Linked DNA regions of Mus musculus: region 2 is linked to region 1. A link is a contact called in public ChIA-PET data. All regions are on one chromosome and are shown on one strand. Each heading gives the region's core, a stretch centred on a gene start, on an enhancer-like site or on the middle of the called end of the contact. The rest is flanking DNA. Distances are from core to core; before and after follow the strand shown. Region 1 has its middle 96 kb from the start of Gm36520. Region 2 has its middle 51 kb from the start of Gm36603.

The links. ChIA-PET counts read pairs in DNA pulled down with a chosen protein or histone mark.
Region 2: a contact with region 1 is called in an RNA polymerase II ChIA-PET map of memory CD8 T cells, with 530 read pairs. The contact joins two enhancer-like sites. A contact is called at or near these places in 7 of 484 Hi-C or Micro-C datasets (double positive thymocytes, embryonic stem cells, muscle stem cells and 2 more) and 6 of 115 datasets of contacts at active chromatin or transcription factors (double positive thymocytes, effector CD8 T cells, large pre-B cells and 3 more).

Annotation. Positions count from the first base shown.
Region 1 is chr3:130,946,230-130,948,929 of GRCm38.p6, forward strand. No RefSeq gene overlaps it. Among named protein-coding and RNA genes, the nearest start is that of Gm36520, 96 kb to the left of the region's middle. Within about 2 kb of position 1,267, at least 170 of the 459 cell types and tissues checked have an H3K27ac peak or open chromatin away from gene starts, as enhancers often do. A contact at or near this core is called in double positive thymocytes, effector CD8 T cells, memory CD8 T cells and 1 more, where this site is marked.
Region 2 is chr3:131,055,673-131,058,510 of GRCm38.p6, forward strand. No RefSeq gene overlaps it. Among named protein-coding and RNA genes, the nearest start is that of Gm36603, 51 kb to the right of the region's middle. Within about 2 kb of position 1,374, at least 55 of the 459 cell types and tissues checked have an H3K27ac peak or open chromatin away from gene starts, as enhancers often do. A contact at or near this core is called in double positive thymocytes, effector CD8 T cells, memory CD8 T cells and 1 more, where this site is marked.

The DNA of each region.
Region 1 (2,700 bases), core at 17-2,516:
CTTGCTCGCTTGCTCGGAGAGCACGCCGGGTGGGAACACTCGCCGGGTGGCGGAGCAGGCAGCCTTTGGCGGGGCTGGGGAGGAGACAAGTCCTGGCGGCTTCCTTCAGCCCAGTGCCCACAGCCAAAGGCCAGGCTGGGAGACAGCCCCTCCTCAGACACCGGAAGAGACTCGGGGAGGCTGGGAATGGCTGGAGACGGTGGTCACCCTCACTCAAGGAAGCTCCGTGGCATGGCAGAGGCCTGGATGTCGCGAGTTTGCAAATGGCCTTTTGGGCTGCTGAGGAAGGATTTCTTTCTTTCTTTCTTTCTTTCTTTCTTTCTTTCTTTCTTTCTTTCTTTCTTTCTTTCTTTTTCAGGAGGGGAAACCGCCTCCTGCTCTGTACCATCTCGAGCCAAAATAACATGTTTTGGCAACCATTATTTGGCAATTAGGGCCTCAGCTCACTGAAAGCATTCTTCCATGCAAAATATGCCTTGGAAAGAAAACACTAAACCACATCTGAGTGAAAATATAGGAAGTCAACAAAGGGGTGACTGAGCAGGGAGAGTCAGCAGGAGCGCTTTGGAGGAGGGCGCAGTTGGCAACTAGACCTTTCCATTGCCCTGACTCCAACTCTACCCCAGTCTAGGCAAGGCTCGAAGACTTAGCATAACAGCATACTGCGTGCTGGGCTCCATTCCCTGGCCCCCCAAACAGCCTTCCCGGCAGGATCTAAAGAAAGGCAAAAGATAGGGTATGTCTGCAGGTCAGTTCACCCCACCCCCCAGCCACCCCCACCCTCCCAGCTACACACATATACAATCTGCAAGACTGAGCAGGGGACGGGAACAACGGGTACAGGGACCCTTCTAGGTACTGACTGACTCCTCTCTCATCCTAACACTGCTCCCTTTCAGCCAGTGTGAGAGCAGAGAGATTGCTCTTCCCACGGTCCCATGGAAACCGCATCCTTTGATAAAGAGAACCGCCAAGCAGGTTAACATCCATCAGGTACAACCGGACAGAAGCAAGGAGATTATGACTCAGGGCATGTTGCGTTTTCTGGTGTGTTCCAAGCATATGTGTTGCCATATGCTCTGGTCTACTGTCACACACAGTCTGCTGTGTTCATTCTTTACTGTCCTTGCTCAATTCCCCGATCTGTTGCCTGGTGAGAAACTGTAAAGATTGGGCTTTGAAGGCAGGAAGCAATACCCAATTACACCTTGCACACAATAATACGCCTCTACAGTGGGCCCGACAAAACCACATCCTCCACTCAGCTGTCACAGCGTAGGGCAGACACAGGGCCAAGACACCTGGACTCCCCTCCCTTGTAAACACAACTACCACCTGTAGGCTAGCTCCAGAAGAAATGTTAGTGGATGTCCTGTGGACAGAGACAACCAAAGTGGTTCTCATCACTCTCTCACTGTGTAGCTAGCTCATGAACATGTTAGGTTTAATCTTACAATTCTTAATGACACATCCTTCCTTCATTATTAGAACAATTTTTCTAGCATTGAATGTTAGCATAGGATAACCCTGGGCTGCTTCTGCCCAGCCATGGAATGAACTGAGGCAGGGGGTGTTCCTAGAACGTGCAAGGATCCCTTTGTCTCAGTCTCCTGGGTTCCTGACTGCCAAGATTATAGCTATAATTTAACGTACCTGTGTTACTAATATTTAGATTCTATAGTTATAGTTTAACAATGGTGAAGTCTATTGTTTAACAGCTGCACCCATTTCTACAGGGTAAGTTTCATGGGATCAAATAGTGAAGGATTTTTTTTATGTGTACCCTGGTGTGAGTTTATGTGTACCATGTACAGCAGGTGTCCATGGAGATCGGAGGGTGCAGGATCCCCTGGATCTAGATTTACAGTTGGCTGTGAGCCACCTGATGTTGGCACTGAGAATGAACCCAGGTCTTCAGCAAGAGCAGAAGTCGTCCTTGACTGCTAAGCCATCTCTCTAGCCCTATCAGTGGGCTATTTCTAACCGAAGCAGAGAGAGCGTTTTCTTTTCTTTTTTCTTTTCTTTTTTTCTTTTTTGGTTTTTCGAGACAGGGTTTCTCTGTGTAGCCCTGGCTGTCCTGGAACTCACTCTGTAGACCAGGCTGGCCTTGAACTCAGAAATCCGCCTGCCTCTGCCTCCCGAGTGCTGGGATTAAAGGCATGTGCCACCACGCCCGGCTGGTTGTTGTTGTTTTTGTTTTTGTTTTGTTTTGTTTTGTTTTTGGTTGAGAGCGTTTTCTTGTTTTCCATCTTTTTATAATCATTCACAGGATCACTATGATTTGTCCATTGCACTGGGGTTTCTGAAATCAGCCTTCAAAATACAAACTATTGACATTTTCAAATAAAAGCACTATATTTTCAGTTAGTGTTCCAAGTTTAAACAGTCTAGCAATCAAAGGCCAACATGTTTAAGTGTGGCACACCGTCTTCTATTTTATGGGAACTATCATTTTGCACTAATGTTGCCTCTGTTTACCCGAGTGAAGCCAGATTTTCAGTGTTTTTCACTTGTGTATTGTCCCTCTCACCAAAGCAAACGTGGGGCGGCAGGGTAAGCCGGGCCACACAGGCGGAAGAAGGGCCAGCTCGTCTCTTCTCTGGCCAGCTCTCCATGTCCCTTCCTTTCTGGATAAGTCATGGAAGTTTGATGACATGATGACCAGCACATTTTGCCTTGACTTTCTTTTGAAACCTTTAG
Region 2 (2,838 bases), core at 124-2,623, 110 kb after region 1:
TACTACTGGCTTGGTTGTCCTTAGGCCTCCTGCCTTGTCTTTTCAATTTGCACATTGCTTTCTTAGCTTTTAGCTTGTGTCTGTATTTTACATTTATTTTAACATTTGTGTGTGTGTGTGTGTGTGTGCGCACATATGCGTGTGTGTTCACACATGTGCACGTGTGTGCTTTTGAATATCGGAGGACGATTTGCAGATATCAATTCTTTCCTGCCATTTAGGTCCCAAGAGTTAAACTCAAGCCATCAGACATGGCAGTGCCTTTACCCAACGACTCATTCCACCACCACCCCCAGCCCGTTATCAGTTTTTGTCAGTTTTTACTTTAACAAATATAACTGGATTTTATATTTCCATCCAAAACGACTCAGAATCTGGATAATACTTTCACACAGCCATCTAGATGATATCCTCAGCCAAGCTTTAACTTCTCTCCTTCCTCTCTGGACTCACTGACCTAAATACATCTGTGGTGTATAAACTGTTGTGTGTTGTCATGTGGCTCCTGCTCTAAATATCTGCATTGGGCTTTAGAACTGTTCGTCAGATAGGGTAAGCGTGATAGTCACCATTATGTTCTGTATTTTTTGGTTTCCTTCTTGAATCTTTTATTCTGATTTATTTTTCATTTGGCTCCAGTACTTCCTTCAGTAATGTTTTAAAAGGAAGAAATCTATAGGCAGCCTGGTCTCTGTGTCCACCCCGGCATATTAATCTGGTTGTAAAGGGGATTCAGAGCCGCCATTCTTTTTTCCTTAAAATCTATCGTTTCTTAATGACCTTTGCTGTGGAGGAAAAAAAGGAAGGCAGATTTTAATCTGATAATCTTTTTCAGTAAGAAGTAACCTCATTTTTCTAACCCGAGTCTTAGATTATGAACTTTTACAATAACCTGAAGTAAAAATATTTGCTCTAGATCAGTGTTTCCAACCTTCCTAATGCTGTGACCCTTTAATATATATAGTTCCTCGTGCCATGGTGACCATGAGACCATAAAATAATTTCTGTTGCTACTTCATAACTGAAAATTTGCTACTGTTATAAACCATAATGAAAATATTCGTAAATATGCAGTATGTCTGATATGTGACCCCCCTCACCACTGCTCTAAAAGAAACATTAATTTCTATAACAATGATTTAATTGTCTCAGAAAATGTTTTAAGATGATGTATTATACTAGATGAATAGTGACTGACTTCTACCAAGCATGTAATATGTTCATCATTTTTCCTCACTGTGACAAAATTCCCAAAAGGCACAACTTAAAGCAGGAAAGACTTGGGATCAGTGGCTAGGGGCTCAGCCTGAGGCCTCTTGCATCTGTTGTTTCTGCGCTGTGGAGAGCTAGACGGATATGACAGAGACACTGTTGAGGGCATGTGGCATGTGGCAGGGCACAACACCCTCTTCAAAGGTAACTTACCATCAACTCACTCCTTCCAACTATGTCCCATCTCCTAACTGTCCACCCTCCCCCAATGCCATCAAGTGACAACTCCCACTGATGTTAGCCCATGGGAGGCCAGAGCCCTCATGACCCAATCACTTCTACAAAGCTTTTAACACAGGGGACATGTCAGATTCAGCTCAGGACAAATCCAGCTAGTGGGTTTTGTTTGCTTGGATTTGGTTGTTTGGTTGATTGGTTGGTTGGTTTTGTTTTTTGTTTTTTAAAAGTAACAAAGCAGTAAATGTCCTTGTGGGAGTAGGTGTGGCCTTATTGGAGGAAGTGTGTCACTGTGGGTGAGCTTTGAGGTTTCAGATGCTTGCCTGAGCCAGACCCAATGACCCGATCCTTCCTGCTGCCTGCTATTCGGATGTAGAACTGTCAGCTAACTCTCCAGCACCAGGTCTGTGTGTGTGTCACCAAGCTTCCTGCCATGACCATAATGGACTACACCTCCGAACTGTCAAACAGCCCCAATTGAAGGTTTTCCTTTATCAGCATTGCTGTGGTGGTGGAGTCTCTTCACAGCCATAGAAACCCTAACTGAGTCACAATGCATGCAATCAACACAGGAAGATGTGCTAGGAACATTTATATATATATATATACTATTTTCTTCAGAGCTTACCAAAACCCTGAAAAGTTACACTACCACTTTTAGAAGTGAGAATTCTTCCCAGGGGATCCAACATTCACTTAAGAATCCACCATGAGTGAGTAAGAGGTAGGACGAGAGTTTGAGCCCAAGATGAACCGTCAGCTCCATCGCACATTCTCTCCATGGTCATGTTTGTGACATGTCTACATCTTCAAAGCGCTAGGCCCAGAGCCATGAGGGACATGAGAGACATAGGTGAATGTTACCAAGCCCCCACTCTGAAGTTGTGATCCAGGCAGCACCTATTTTACGGACTTATTTTTGGAAAGAGAAAAGTCAGCAGTTTTCTTCTTGTTTGTAACATTTAATTAGGCCAAGAATCCGTGAATCAGAAGAAAAATGTCCTAATCCAGGTGCATTTTCTACATTAGCATTTAGGGCAAATTGCCCAGAAATCCAATACTAATTTACCCCCAAGATCTCAGCCCAGAATTACTGTTGGAATTTTGGCAAGTAGACTTCCCTGAGGGGAACAGTCAAATTAAGGAGTCTTCTTGAAGAAAAGGTGTTAATGTCTTGGGCAACAGTTCAAAGCCTGGTGTTCAAAGGTGGGGAAGGGTCCCCACCCAGGCAGTACTCAGTGGCAAGTGAGGTGAGCTTGCCTGTCTCCCTCCCCCTAAGCTGCTTACAGGTGGGTTTAGTGGTGGGGTTCATTGCACAGTGGTAAGGTAGCAACCTTCACTTTGCACTCAAAGTTACAGAGGACTGTAGTTTAACTAGACTTCAAAACC